Regions from separate parts of the Sus scrofa genome. Here all the other regions are linked to region 1. A link is a contact called in public HiChIP or PLAC-seq data. All regions are on one chromosome and are shown on one strand. Each heading gives the region's core, a stretch centred on a gene start, on an enhancer-like site or on the middle of the called end of the contact. The rest is flanking DNA. Distances are from core to core; before and after follow the strand shown. Region 1 holds the start of HECTD2 (probable E3 ubiquitin-protein ligase HECTD2). Region 2 holds the start of BTAF1 (TATA-binding protein-associated factor 172). Region 3 holds the start of TNKS2 (tankyrase-2).

Evidence for each region. HiChIP or PLAC-seq counts read pairs in DNA pulled down with a chosen protein or histone mark.
Region 2: a contact with region 1 is called in an H3K27ac HiChIP or PLAC-seq map of alveolar macrophages. The contact joins the promoter of BTAF1 here to the promoter of HECTD2 in region 1. A contact is called at or near these places in 2 of 5 promoter capture datasets (fetal liver and liver), 5 of 47 Hi-C or Micro-C datasets (alveolar macrophages, embryonic fibroblasts, fetal skeletal muscle and 2 more) and 2 of 2 datasets of contacts at active chromatin or transcription factors (alveolar macrophages and skeletal muscle).
Region 3: a contact with region 1 is called in an H3K27ac HiChIP or PLAC-seq map of alveolar macrophages. The contact joins the promoter of TNKS2 here to the promoter of HECTD2 in region 1. A contact is called at or near these places in 1 of 5 promoter capture datasets (liver), 2 of 47 Hi-C or Micro-C datasets (heart right ventricle and skeletal muscle) and 2 of 2 datasets of contacts at active chromatin or transcription factors (alveolar macrophages and skeletal muscle).

The regions. Positions count from the first base shown.
Region 1 is chr14:103,093,328-103,098,010 of Sscrofa11.1, reverse strand. HECTD2 (probable E3 ubiquitin-protein ligase HECTD2) reads right to left here and starts at 2,319. Exons shown (of 21, transcript XM_003483528.4): 1 at 2,054-2,319. The coding sequence starts at 2,191.
Region 2 is chr14:103,528,540-103,533,222 of Sscrofa11.1, reverse strand. BTAF1 (TATA-binding protein-associated factor 172) reads right to left here and starts at 2,477. Exons shown (of 38, transcript XM_003359291.5): 1 at 2,162-2,477. The coding sequence starts at 2,175.
Region 3 is chr14:103,394,536-103,399,218 of Sscrofa11.1, reverse strand. It overlaps TNKS2 (tankyrase-2), which reads right to left and starts at 2,795. Exons shown (of 27, transcript XM_001926556.7): 1 at 2,298-2,795. The coding sequence starts at 2,496.

The sequences.
Region 1 (4,683 bases), core at 1,070-3,569:
CTCTGTCAATTCAAAGAAGAGCCTTAAATTCTGAATTCATAAAAAAAACCCCAAAAACCTATCGTTAAACCCCCCCAAAAAAAATTAAAAAAAAATTGCACAATGCTACCACCCTGCTTGTAAGGCACCAAAACTGCCTTCAGAATCTCGAGTTTTACTAGGCATCCTTATACTCTTCCAATTTAACCTATGTCTTTTCAAGGTTTGATTTAAGATTTTTAAAAATTTCTTGAACTAGTCTTCTGATTGGTCACGCTCGTCCAGATTCTTTGATTCGCACTTTCAAAATCCTCTAAGCTTTTAAAACTGAAAGATTTTAGTAACTCACTTGGTGATAAAACATGTACCCTACCTGAACTCTGACAATCCACCCTGAGCTGCACTATATGAAGCTGCAGAGAGACCTCAGCTAATTCAGGGTGAACAATACATCCCTTTCACTACAGAGCTATTATTATGCTTGATTATGGGGAACTGGCCAGGACCCCACGGTAGATGCTATACATGACATATATACTGAATTACCTTTCTACAATCTGAAAAACTCTGAATTTCAAAAGCCCATGGGTTTGAGTTAACAATCTGTAGACCTGTGTCCACACTGTATCAATCTCTCCAAGCTTTTATTCCAAGTCTTCAATTTTTCAGTTACGATGAGGTAAGTTTCAGGGATCATGCTTACTTGAGGACCTAACCCCATTCGTGTAACTGTTCCTATAAGCATATATGCATTGTTTTAAACTGACTTAGAAATGATCTGCTGAAACACTGCCTATTTGCCAGTTAAGAACCTCCCAGATAAGCTCTGAAAGCCTAGGATTCCTACAGCAGGAACTGGGTCTAAAAGCAGCTGGGTGACAAATTCCTTCAAAGCATTTCCCAAAGTAATTCCTACTCACAACTCCAATTTACCAATCAACCACAGTAATTTTTTAAAATTGTCATTCTATTACTGTCTGCACTCTGCTGTGCTGATTTAACATAAAAAGCTTGCTCTAACAATTTCCAGTTATCACAGTCCTTAGACATTTTTGAAAAACCTGCCGAATCAAAACATTATTCCTGTAATACTTTAAATTAGAGTGAGCTATTTTCATAAGTTCTTAGTCACTTAAGAGGGAGGTTTTAAGAAAATGAATTGCAAGCAGGAATAAAGAAAATGTATCCTGTTCTCTAAACTTTTACTATTTTGTCACACAGGGCTGCATAAGTCATGGTCTTTAAAAGTATGAAAGTTTCAAGAAGTAATTTGAATATTGTCTCAAATAAAAATCTCAAAAATCAGAGGTTAATTTTGTGCGTGTGCTCCAAAGTAAACAGTCATAACCACCAGTAAAAATAGGGAAGGGGGGCTGGCCCATTACATCATCTGGCAATATGCAGTTTCAAGCCAGAGAGCGCTCCCCAAATAATCCTTAAGAAAATCCTGCTGGGAAATCATCGCCTTGAAGCTTAGATCACTTGAGTCTAAAGAAAGGTTAAAAAAGCCTCCCCACCTTATGTCACATGTCTGTACCATATGAAAAAATAAAACCATCATCGAGGCATCCACCCCCCACTACCCTGACTGTAAAGGAAAGGTCACAATTAAGTGGAAACTCGCCGCAAAGCGGGTTCAATCCGAAGGGGGAAGGGAAGGAAAAGCGAACCAAAGGGGGAAATATTCGCTTCCACAATGCTTGCAGGCAGGCAGCTCAGTGGAAAATCTACTCTCGCCTGTCTGACACCTTATCCTCATCCAACAGATGATGCTGGCTCCAAGGTGCTGGTCATTTCCTAAGAGAGAGTGCCCCCACCCCCAACCAAAAAATAACCGAAAGCAGCCAGGAGACCCCGCTACCCCGGCATTTCCCGAGGGTGGAAGGTGCTGCTCGCGAAGTGATCGCGGCTGCCCAGGAGGCACAACTCTGATTTCGGCCAGAGGAAGGGCAGCCAGGGCGTTTTTCCCCGCATGGGTCCGGGGGTACCAGGAGGAGACGCGGGTCCCAGGGCGCCCCTCGACCCCCTCCCGACCCGCCGTCGGGGCGCCCCGCGGCCCCCGCCCGGCACCTACCGCAGCCGCACCGGCGCCCGCCGACACGATGGGTGGCAGCTTCTCGCGCTCCGGCTCCTTCCCTTTCTTCTCCTCGGGCGCGGCCGCCACCACCGCCGGCGGCGCGGCAGGCGAGGGCACCCGATCCGCCTCACTCATGTCTGGCCGGGCGGCGGGAGCGCGAGGCGGCGGCAGCGGCCGGGGTGCTGCTTGGCGTTGGCGCTGCTGCCGCCGCGGCCGCGAGAGGGCTCTGGGCCGCCGTGTCCAACCACCGCCGCTCCGCCCGCGCCCGCGCCGCGCCGGGAGCGCGCCCGGATACCCCGCCCCGCCCCCGCCCCAGCTCCAGCCCCAGCGCGCGCCCGGCCGGCCCGCAGCTCCCGCCTGCTCCTGGCCTCGGCCGCCCCCGCCCCGCCCCCGGCTAGGCCCGTGGGTCGCGGGTCCCGGACGCTGGCCACTACCTCCCTCGCCAATCCCCGGGACTCGGGAGACTAGGCGCCGAGGCTAGGCCGCCATTTTTTTTTGCGGATCGTCGCCCGAGTTGGCGAGAAGGGGGTCCGGACTAAAGGGTCGGGAGTCGGGGGTGTGGGGAGGAGCGACCAGACGAGGCCTGCCTAGGGTCGCACGGGGATAGAGCGTGCCTCCGTGGGGGCGGGGCGAGTGCGGCATCCTCCACTGCACCGACAGCCCTAATTTGGGGCGTCTAGATTCGTGGGACCTGCTGGTGGTCTTTACGTCCCCAGCGCCCGCAAAGCCGTCGCCTTGGGGCCAGTGCTTGTCCCTGCCACCCCTGCCTGCCCGTTTGCCCCAGGAGAGAGGTCTCTGAGCTCTTCCTCAGGAGACCACCTTTCCTTTGAAGTCGACCGACCCTTTCTTTCTAGATGCCGGGCAGCCCCCACCTCCAAGGAAAAGCCTCAGAATGGAGGAGGGGGAGTGAGACGTCTTGGGCTCCACCTTCCCCACCGCAGGGCGGGGCAGCCAGGCCACACTTTCCATTCCTGTTCCTCTCGTCCCCACTTGGACTGCCAAATCCGCCTCTCCCTTCCCGTCCCCACGCGCCTACATCTCGCTCTCGCCCTGCTTCCCTTTGCTGCCTCTATCCCTTCCTTGTTCGTTTCCTTTTATAAATTACAGATGGACAGACTCAAGCGCGGCTGCACAATCCTTAATGTCAGATCATTAATATGGGGACGAACTTTAAAACTGAAGAGGAAAGCTTTAATTTTGATATTAAACCACCCCCACCCCCACCCCCACGACCAAGCCACAGAGACAATTTCCTTTCCTTTACGCCCCCTCCTTTTCCTTTTCTCAGTCTACTGGAGCTGCGGAGACAGCTGCTGATCTAAGAGAAGGGAGAGAGTAAGAATGCTCCGCATTGCCTATTAAAAATAGGGAATTACTCGACATTCACATCTTCGGTTTTTTCGGTTGTGACTTTTACTTGAGGTTGAAGAATCAAAGATATCCGGATCCAAATAAAAGAACCAAAAATATCTCTGAAATATATTTGGGACGATGTTTGGGTTATCTACTGTTTTACAGAATTCAGTTATTAGCATAACTAAGTACTAGTTACAGTGTATCACGAAATGGAGTTGCCTGTTTTCCAGACGCAGTTGTAACAAGCAGATCGAAAGCAAACCCTGTAATGAGTATAATAATGAGTACCTTCTAAATGGTACATTCTGACTTTGATTTCTAGAAAGCCTTTCTAGTTTTAATATAGTTGCTGTCATCACCTATTTAAATGCTAATTAGCAAAAGGTATGGAGTAAGTGCCGTATAGTTAGCAAAAATTATTAAAGTGCTAATTAGCCTTGGGAGAAAATGAGGTGGACTGGGATTACTTTGAAGCATTCTCCTTTCTATTTTTCTTGAATTCTTTTTCAGGATTTTCTTTCCTTCTTAAATCTCTGAAATAGTCATCCTACTTTGGAGGAACTTACAATTATTTCCTACTTTTAGCAGGTCAGTGTGTTAATTGATCTTTTGATACCGCAGCAACTGACATGTTATTTTATAAATGGAAGTCTTTATTTTAACTACTAACTCTGCTGCCAAGCTAGGTTGATAGAACAAATACGAGGGGAAGACAGTACAGGGGGCACTGTATATCCATGGCCTCTGCACCCACAGATCAGGAATATTTAAAAAAAATTTCCATAAAGTTCCATAGAGCAAAACTTGAATTTTCCGTGTGCCATCAGCTATTTATATAGCATTTACATTGTGTTAGGTTTTGTAAGTAATATAAAGATGATTTAAAGTATATGGGACCATGTGTATAGGTTATATGCAAATATATACCACTTTATAAGGAACTTGAGCATCCTTGAATTTTGGTATCCATGGGGCCCCTGGAAACAATCCAACTTGGATAGGAGGGGCAACTGTATCCTTTTCCCTATTGTTTTCAACTAGATTTAGTAATTTGCAATTAAAATGCTTGGATGGAAACCACTTGAATTACATGCCTTATGCTTTCTCTTTCCATGTGCGAGACTAAATAAAAGTGTGTCTGTACATGTAGTCACATTCAATAGAACAAAATGCTTCAATATTGGCAAAACAAGGCAAATCAGAAATTTTAATTTCTGCTACTGCACCAGAATGGATGATCCATTTCTTAACAAGTCTGCTGATTAATTCAC
Region 2 (4,683 bases), core at 1,228-3,727, 440 kb before region 1:
CAAATCTGATACTTATCTCTTAAACCATCTTCCATCTGTTATGTAATAAAATATTAAAATGAGTCTGTATTCCACACCAACAGGAGAAAGGAAATTTAGCTAATAAAGACATGTGCTCAGTGCATGGAGAAAGCCTGCTTAAAATTAAAGTTTGCTATTCAAAGTGAATCTTCAGATGAAAAAGTCAAGGCCTGGCAGTTATCCCCAAACCAGAAAGTGTCTCAGAAGTGTTTTCCTTGAACCTATTATATTACCAAAATAAGCACAGGACCAGCTCTTTTATAAAACCATGACAGGCTTTCTTTTTAAGGTAGAATTTAATATAATTTTGGCAAGCTAAATAAAAAAGATCTACAGAAAAAAGAGTACTACCCTTTGAAATCCAATGTCAAGAATATAAAGCAGCTGCTTTCAAAACCCACTCATTCATTCAGTAATTCAGGTTTCTAAACTTCTGCAAATAGAAGCAGAAGCAGATTAGGCACTCTTTAAACTCTTTTTTTTTTTTTTTTTGGCTTTTTTTTTTTTTTTTTTTTTTTTTAGGGCTGCACCTGCGGCATATGGAGGTTCCAAGCTAGTGGTCCAACTGCAGCTGTAGCCGCTGGCCTACACCACAGACGCAGCAATGCCAGATTCAAGCCAAGTCTATGACCTACACTACAACTCACACCAGCGCCGGATCCTTTACCCACTGAGGGAGGCCAGCGATCGGACCTGTGTCCTCATGGATCCTAGTCAGATTCATTTCCCATGAGCCATGACGGGAACTCCTAAACTTTCATTTTGTTGCTATACAACTTTCATTTTGTCACTACATCTAGTACTACGAAAATATTCAATCTGCACAAGAAGGAAATTTCAAGAGCTGCTCATTCCTTTAAACACTGTATCATCTTATAAACAGAATTCCATATTAAGTTTATGTATCAATGTGTTTATAACATATATATCTATATATTCACATTATAGGCAACCAATTAAAATATACACCTTCCTGTATTTGCAAAAACTGAAAACATTACTTGTATTCTCTCAAGGTATTTTTATAAATCACAAAATAAGAACCTCCTCACATTAATGAATTCAACTAATCTATGAAATAAAACTTGGATGCCCCTGCTACAGTTATCTTGCAACCCAATTCTCATGTGTTTCTCCCACACGCTCTTTCATAATTTATCTGGAGAGTATGCAAGGGATGGGTTATCTTTTCACTTGCAAAATAGGAATGTGCTCAACTATGAAAAATGAATAAAAACGATGTTTTCTGAACTGTCATCATTTCCCCCTTCAGTCTATGTGGTAGAAAACTACTCATGAAAACTAACAATAAACTTGCTCAATCTTTCTGACTGCTCTGAGAAAGACTATCCCCTATTTACATGTCCATATGCCCACTAACATCGAGCCTCTGCCAAAATGTATTCCCACCATTCTTTAATACTGGAGGAAAGAAGTTCCTCCTATAGCTATACAAATAAATGTCTTGCTGGTTTTCCTACAGTTTTCCTAGACTTTGCTACTGATGGGCATCACTTTAAAATAATTTAAGATTTGCGATCCATCTTTCGCGCCTTGGTTAAGAAGATGATGCCGATTCAATAATTTGCTACAGATTACAACGCTGACGATCGAGTAGGTACTGCCAAACAAAAGGAAGAATTATTTTGTATTGTAAAAAAAAAGTCCCAAGGAAAGAACATATCCCTAAAGACGTAAAGAAAAAATTTTCACATAATTAAAAGGTCATTTGGATAATAGTAACTCAAACCTCCCCGACGTCGACAGTTACTACCAAGTTTTCCCGTGAAATGGAGGTTAGGGATCGGCCTTAGAATACTATGAAAGAGAAGAGACTCTCCTAGAACTGAAAGAGGGAAGAGAAACCACAGATGAGAAACATGGTGAGGAAAGAGAAAAACTAGCTCTAACGTGCCAAAGGCTGTATTCAACAAGAAAGAGACGTTTTTTTAACCGATTTAGGAGAAGTAACCAGAGCCAAAACCCTCGCAGACCAAGGGGAAAACTCCTGAGTGTGGGGAGGAAGGCGCCCGAGCCCAGTGACAATGGGAACCGCTCCTTTCTAGGAGTGGGTGCACCGAGAGGAGACTGTGCCTCGGCCGGGCCGATTTACCGTCGGCTCGGGAAGAGCTAGACTTACCTGGAGACCGCCATGGCCGGGCGCCGGCGGTTCGGAGCTCGCCGCGAGCGACCCGCGGCGCCGCGGAGGCGCTAGTTTCCAGAGAGCAGAGCGGCGCAGGCCCAGGCCCCGAAGCAAAAGGGAGCGGCCAGTGCGGCGAGGGGCGTCCTGGCGCGGGCCCTCGGGCATCTGCCCCGCCGCCTACCCGAGCTCGTACCCACCGCGGCCGGGGCGCAAAGGTCTGAGACAGAGTCGGAGGCGGCAGTCCTCCGACCCGCACGACTTCAAACCGGGTGCCCCCAGCCCCGCTCTTTGCTGACGTAGGCGTCGGCACGCCGGACTGAGCGTCAGCGCGCCGGAAGTGACGTCAGCCCCCGCGAGGGTTTCCGCTTGGCCGCTGAGCCAAAGGAGTGCGAGAGGCTTCCCCCGGCGGCGCGCGCCTGCGAACTAGCTCGTGGTGCCCATCAGAAGGGGATTGTTAGTCTTCAGAGGAGGCAGGAGAGGAGAAGTAAGAGTCCCCTTAATTTTCTAAAAAAGGAAAAAAGACTCTGTAGCCCGGGTTCTGGAAGTTCAAAACCTATGTTTCTGATTCCTCCAGCCCCATTTTTGTCCCACCGGATTTTCCTAGAGAAAGCAATATCCGAGGGACCAGAGAACTCTCTAGTCCGGGTGGCAGTGCCAGAGGGAAGGGTGAAATCCAGAAAGATCTGCGACGGTACTTCTGAAGACACGGCCCAAATGTTTGCCATATTCCTGCCATATGTTCTGCATGGGCACTGGAGGAAAGGTCTTCTGCCAGCCATTTTGCCAAGTTTGGTTTCCTAATTGTTTCTCTTTTTGGTCCCGTCATTTTCTCATCAGATTTGAAAATTCTCAGCCATTTATGTTTATATTTATTTGCTTATGCATCTATTCAATTGCTTAACTTATTAGTCTTTTAAACATTTCTCTGTCACCTGGTGCAGGCCCTTATCTTAAACCTGATTTTTATAATAATTGTCAAAGGGATATTTTTCCAACTTCTTCAATTGAGCTAATCTTTCAGGCCTCCAACAGATTAGTCTTCAAGAAACACTGCTTTTATCGTGTCATAAAACTTGTCCATTGACTACTCATTACCTGAAGAGGCTATGCCTCAATCCCTGAGTCTTTCTCATCTGTAAAATGAAGCTAATGAGAATTACTATAGGAATAAAATGATGTCATGTATCTACAAGAGTTTACAAGAGTTTATAGACCATAAAGGGAAAGAAACTAACTTAAGAACCTACTGTGTGCTAATCATTTGGCATGCGTTATCTCACATAATTTGTAGGCCAATCCTGTAAAGAAAGTATTAATGTTCACTTTATAGGTGGGAAAACTAAGTTGGTAATTTGCCTGACATCCAAGCTAGTAATAATATTTACTGTTCATTCACTCAGCAAATATTAGTTTGGTCCCTGCTCTATACCAGACACTCTGTTAGGCACTGTTTATGCAATTAGACAAAAATCTGATTAAGCTGATGTTCTTTTTTCTTTTTTTCTTTTTCTCCTTTTTAGGGCCACACCCACGACATATGGAGGTTCCCAGGCTAGGGGTCAAATTGGAGCCACAGCTGTCAGCCTCAGCAACACAAGATCTGAGCCACGTCTGTGACCTACACCACAGCTCACAGCAACACCGGATCCTTAACCCACTGAGCGAGGCCAGGGATCAAACCTGCAACCTCATGATTCCTAGTCAGATTAGTTTTCACTGTGCCACAGTGGGAATTCCAAACTGATGTTCTAATATCTTGGCATATCACAGCCTCCTCCCACCTGCCTTCTCAGTTCATCTACCACCACTGAAACTAACAAGCAGGTACATTTACTGATTACACACTATATTCATTTATTCAGCCAAAATTAAGTACCCACCACATGCTAAACACCTCATACTAGAAATGAGGGCTTCAGAATAAACCAGGAGTTTCCGTTGTGGTACAGTGAAAACGAACCTGACTAGTATCCCATTTTGCTGTGGCTGTGGTGTAGGCTGGCAGCTGTAGCTCTGATTCAGTCCTAGCCTGGGAACCTCCATATGCCTTGGCTTCGGCCCTAAAAAGACAATAAATAAATAAACTAAATAAATAAATAAATACATACATAAAATAAAATTCCTTGCCTGGAAACTTCTATGTGCCTCCAGTGAAGCCATAAAAAAATTAAAAAAAAATACTCTGGAGTTTCTGCTGTGGCACAACAGATCAGTGGTGTCACTGTGGCACCAGGATGTGGGTTTGATTCCCCGTCTAGCATGGTGGGTTAAAGGATCCTGTGTGGCCACTGCTTCAGCTCAGGCGGCAACTGTGGCTCAGATCTGATCCCTGCCCTGGGAATTCCATGTGCCATGTGGCAGCCAAAAAGAGGGGGGGATACTGTAATATCCAGGAGATAATCAGATATATAGTTCTAAATGACATATAGAATAGAGGAAAGCTCGTGTTATACCTTGGTAAGGTATGGTATAATAATCAAATATATTGAAGTCAGAATGACTTTGGGTTATTTGGGGGG
Region 3 (4,683 bases), core at 1,546-4,045, 300 kb before region 1:
TAACTCACCACCTACAAAGAGTTTATAAAATGTATTCTCCATATATTAAGAGAAAATGCAGCTGGATGTATGTACGTATTTATTTGCTGTGCCCATGGCATGTGGGAGTTCCTGGGGACAGGGATGGAACCTGCACCACAGCAATGACCCAAGCTGCAGCAGTGACAACGCTGAATCTTTAACGGCTAGGCCTCTAGGGAACTCCTTTAATTTTACTTAAAAATTAAAACAGGTTCTTTCTCATTAATCGAACTACTAACTTAAATTTATAAGACTAATTTTTTAAAAAAGTATCTATCTAGATTTAAATGCAAGGCTTTAAAGCTCAGGTTTAATGCAGGCCATCAGTAATTTTTTTATTTTGTTACTTTCATACCTTAAATTCTTTTAATTTTTTTTTTTTTTTTTTTTTTGTCTTTTTGTCTTTTTGTCTTTTCTGGGGCTGCACCTGTGGCATATGGAGGTTCCCAGGCTAGGGATCGACTCAGAGCTGTAGCCTCCGGCCTACACCACAACCACAGCAATGGCAGATCTGAGCTGCGTCTGTAACCTACACCACAGCTCAAGGCAATGACGGATCCCCAACCCACTGAGCAAGGCCAGGGATTGAACCTGCAACCTCATGGTTCCTGGTCGTATTCGTTAACCACTGAGCCACAACGGGAACTCCTATACCATAAATTCTTAATCTTTTAACCTGTATGTGGTAAATTATGATGGGTGAGTTGGTTCCTAAAATAAAATTCTCCTTTTCAGTCTGACCAAACTACATGAAATCTACATTAAAAAGTACTTTGAAATGCTGGGACAGAACTGAGGGTGGGAAGGTTGGGAGGAACAAGGTCAATCAGAAGCTAATCCATAACCTTAAACCTCCAAATATTACTATTTTCAGAGATGAACTCACTAATACAACAAATTCTTGAAAGGTAGCAACTAAGATCTTCCTTGGTTATTTTTATCCCACAGATCAAGTGAACAGAATCTAAGTAACACTACCCTTTGGATTACGTATCAGTTGGGTATGAAAGTTTGCCAAATCAGTTGTTTAAATGTTGACTACATGGACAAAAACGACAATCCAAATTAGCTGAGGAAAGGCAGCACTGATCACCAAAATTTTAGGCAAAATGGTGAAAAAGGAGATTTGATTTTAGAATTCTTCCCCATTCCCTTTCTGCTGCCTACAGTCTTGTTTCTACTTCTCCCACCAATGGCCTCCTAAATCTTCTCCCTTAAAAGGCTTCTCAGTGGGAGCCCAACAATGTCTGTGAATACGGAAATCTTTCCTTCTCTGCACATCATTCCTACTCCAAAAAACAGTGCTTTAAAACATATAGTTCTGCTTTTTCAAAAAATTATTTTAAACAAGCATGTAATACCCAAAATGAAAAACCAGGACTAACGGAAGTATGACACTCTATTCCCACTTTTAATCGTGCATGGCTCCCTTGAGGATAATCACGATCTTTCCTCAAAAAGAAAAGCATAAATGCCTTGTAGAAATGAGCTGTTTCATCTTTAATTTTTTAATTTTTCAATTAAATTTAAAAAGCTTATATTACAAAGTGAACCTAGCAAAAATTAAAATAAAGTACTTCAAACAATCTAAATCTCAGAATGAGGCGAGGCTAGTACCAATTTAAATTCTAAATCCAAGCTAGAGAACCTGCACCGTCTTTCCTCTCATTCTACTTTCCACCCTAAGTTGAGTCTGGCAGGGACTACCCAATCGCACCCAGCCTAAGTCAGATCTCAGTTCTCCCAAACTTGACTATTTCCAGTTCTAGTCTCTCTAGAAACTTGCTACCCTGATAAACTCATTAAGGGTAATGTGTCAATGGTCAATTAAGCTACTCTTCTTGAATTACACTCCTGCGTTTTATAAAAGCCTTTAAGATTGTATATCAAAGGATTGTTAAGTGTTACAGTGGAACGTGCAAGAACGATAGATTTTACAGTTAACTGGCCTTTAAAATCACAAGGTCTATTACATCTCTTACTCTGTGTGTACAAGGCCTTTCAGGTTAGTAAGACCGGAAGTTGGTACAGGTATTGTCGATACAAAACAAAACAAAGCAAAAACAAAAACAAAACTTCCAGTGAGTTCAGCACGCTCGCCCCTACTCCCCTACCCCCATTTCCTCAGTTCCCATTCGACAACATCGAGATGAATGGGACCGGGGTCCTATGGGAAAGGCCGGGGTCAGAGGAGCATTATGTCTGCTTTGGGGCCTGCGAGCCTGGGTGCGCAGGTGGGGTCTGGGGCGAGTCGAGGCGGCAATGGCCTGGGTTACCTGCGGCGAAGTGGAGCGGCGTGGACTTCCTGCCCGCCGTGTCGCGGCTGTTCACCTTCTCGGGCGTAACTAGTCTCTTGACTCGCTCCACGTCCCCGTTGCGGCACGCTTCGAACAGCTCGCGGGCGGCCGGCTCCACCGCCTCGGTCGCCGCGCCCGCGCAGGCCGCGCCCCCGCCGGCGCAGCGGCGGCCCGACATGATCCTGGCCGCCGCCGCCACCAGCAGCAGCGCCAGCAGCGGCAGCAGGAGCCCCGGCCCCGCGAGCAGGAGGGCGAGGGCCCCGGGAGGAGAGGAGCTCAGGGCCCGGGCCGCTTGACTCCCTGCTGTCACCGGGCTCGACTCAGTCCCATGGCCGCGCTGCCGCGCACCCCTCGCCCAGCCCCACGACCCCTGGCTGCCCTGAGACGGCGGAGGCACAGCGAACCCGCCGTTTGAGACACTAAGCGACGCGACGGCGGAAGCTGGCAAGGCCCCTCCTGCCAGCTCTGCTGAGCCCGGGAGCGCACGTGACGTCGTGCCGCGCGTGCGCAGTGGCGGCAGAGCGGCCGGCTGGGTTTCGGAGAGCCAGGCCGCGCGGAGGGGCTTGTGGGAAATGTGAGGCGAGAGCCTCCGGCCGCGGGAGAAGAAGGGGCTTCGTCCCACCGCCATCTTTGTGGTGGCTTTTGATGGAGTCGAACAATTCTGCTTATTGTCTCTGTTTAAAGAATGGATTTCCTGGTCTGAATTTCCTTACTGCTACAACACTGGAAAGAACTCTCGAAAGTTTTCTCTCCGATCTTACATATTATTTTGGACTTGTTATGAGGAAATGTTCCATTTTTTTCAGCTTCCACAATCACTTTCTCCTTGAGGGTTTCTTTTCTGGTTTGGTTTGTTTTTGTGCTCCCCCAACCCCCACCTCCCCAACCTTCTCCCTGCCCCGGCAACTGCTATTTTGTTGTTTTTTGTGAGCCACTTCTCGGAAATGAATGACTTGCTTGATGGGAAGTTTGGATGAACCGCCCCCAGATCGTTTAGGAAATTAGGAAAGCGATGAAAGTTTGTTCCAAGTATAAATTAATAACGGAGAGGCATTGCTCAGATTAATTACTTTTCCCTTAGTTATTAGCTCGGGACTAATTGAAGGGCCCATCATAAATCAATATTATGTTGATTTGGCTGAGGTGTGCTTATCCTGGGTATACACATTGCTGACAGTTTAATGAATTGTGATTTTTTTTTTTTTTTTTTTACTATGGAAGCAAGAAAAGCACATTATTAATTCTCACGCCTAAGGTACTGATGCAGCTGTTCATGATCATCCCGTACTCTATACCTTAGTCTTAGGAAACTTTTAAAAGAAAGATAGGAGTTCCCGTCGTGGCGCAGTGGTTAACAAATCCGACTAGGAACCATGAGGTTGCGGTTCGGTCCCTGCCCTTGCTCAGTGGGTTAACGATCCGGCGTTGCCGTGAGCTGTGGTGTGGGTTGCAGACGCGGCTCGGATCCTGTGTTGCTGTGGCTCTGGCGTAGGCCAGTGGCTGCAGCTCCAATTCGACCCCTAGCCTGGGAACCTCCATATGCCGCGGGAGTGGCCCAAAGAAATAGCAAAAAGACAAAAAAAAAAAAAAAAAAAAAGAAAGATAATGCAAACGTAAAGGGATACATATTGACCTTTGCAATGCAGGCAAGCATATTCCCCCTCCCCTGAATTTCTTAACCTCTTTTTCGGCAAATTCAGTTTTTGCTTGGGAATGTGCTCAAATTTACAATGCTGCCATTTGGTTTCTTTCCAATTTTTTGTTATGAACAAGAGTGCTATGAATATTCCTATGCATTCTTCTGGTGCACATGTACAAGTATTTAAAATGAGAGGCAGACATTTTGACCACTGCCTATAGTATAAGAAATGCATTTTGTGGAGTTCCCGTCGTGGCGCAGTGGTTAATGAATCCCACTAGGAACCATGAGGTTGCGGGTTCGGTCCCTGCCCTTGCTCAGTGGGTTAGCGATCCGGCGTTGCCGGGAGCTGTGGTGTAGGTTGCAGACGCGGCTCGGATCCCGCGTTGCTGTGGCTCTGGCGTAGGCCGGTGGCTACAGCTCCGATTCAACCCCTAGCCTGGGAACCTCCATATGCCGCGGGAGCGGCCCAAGAAATAGCAACAACAACAAAAGAAAGACAAAAAAAAAAAAAAAAAAAAAAAGAAATGCATTTTGTGTCTTCAGCCAGTAAACATACTTATACATAAAACAAAAGTGTCATCAAATAATAAAACAATATTCATTTCTTCAATGTTTAGAAAAATGCTAGTTATGACTTTCAGTTAATGGATTACAGAACTCACAAATGAGTGGTAACACAAGTTTTGAAAAACACTGAGGAAATGGACTATCCAGGGGTGGGAT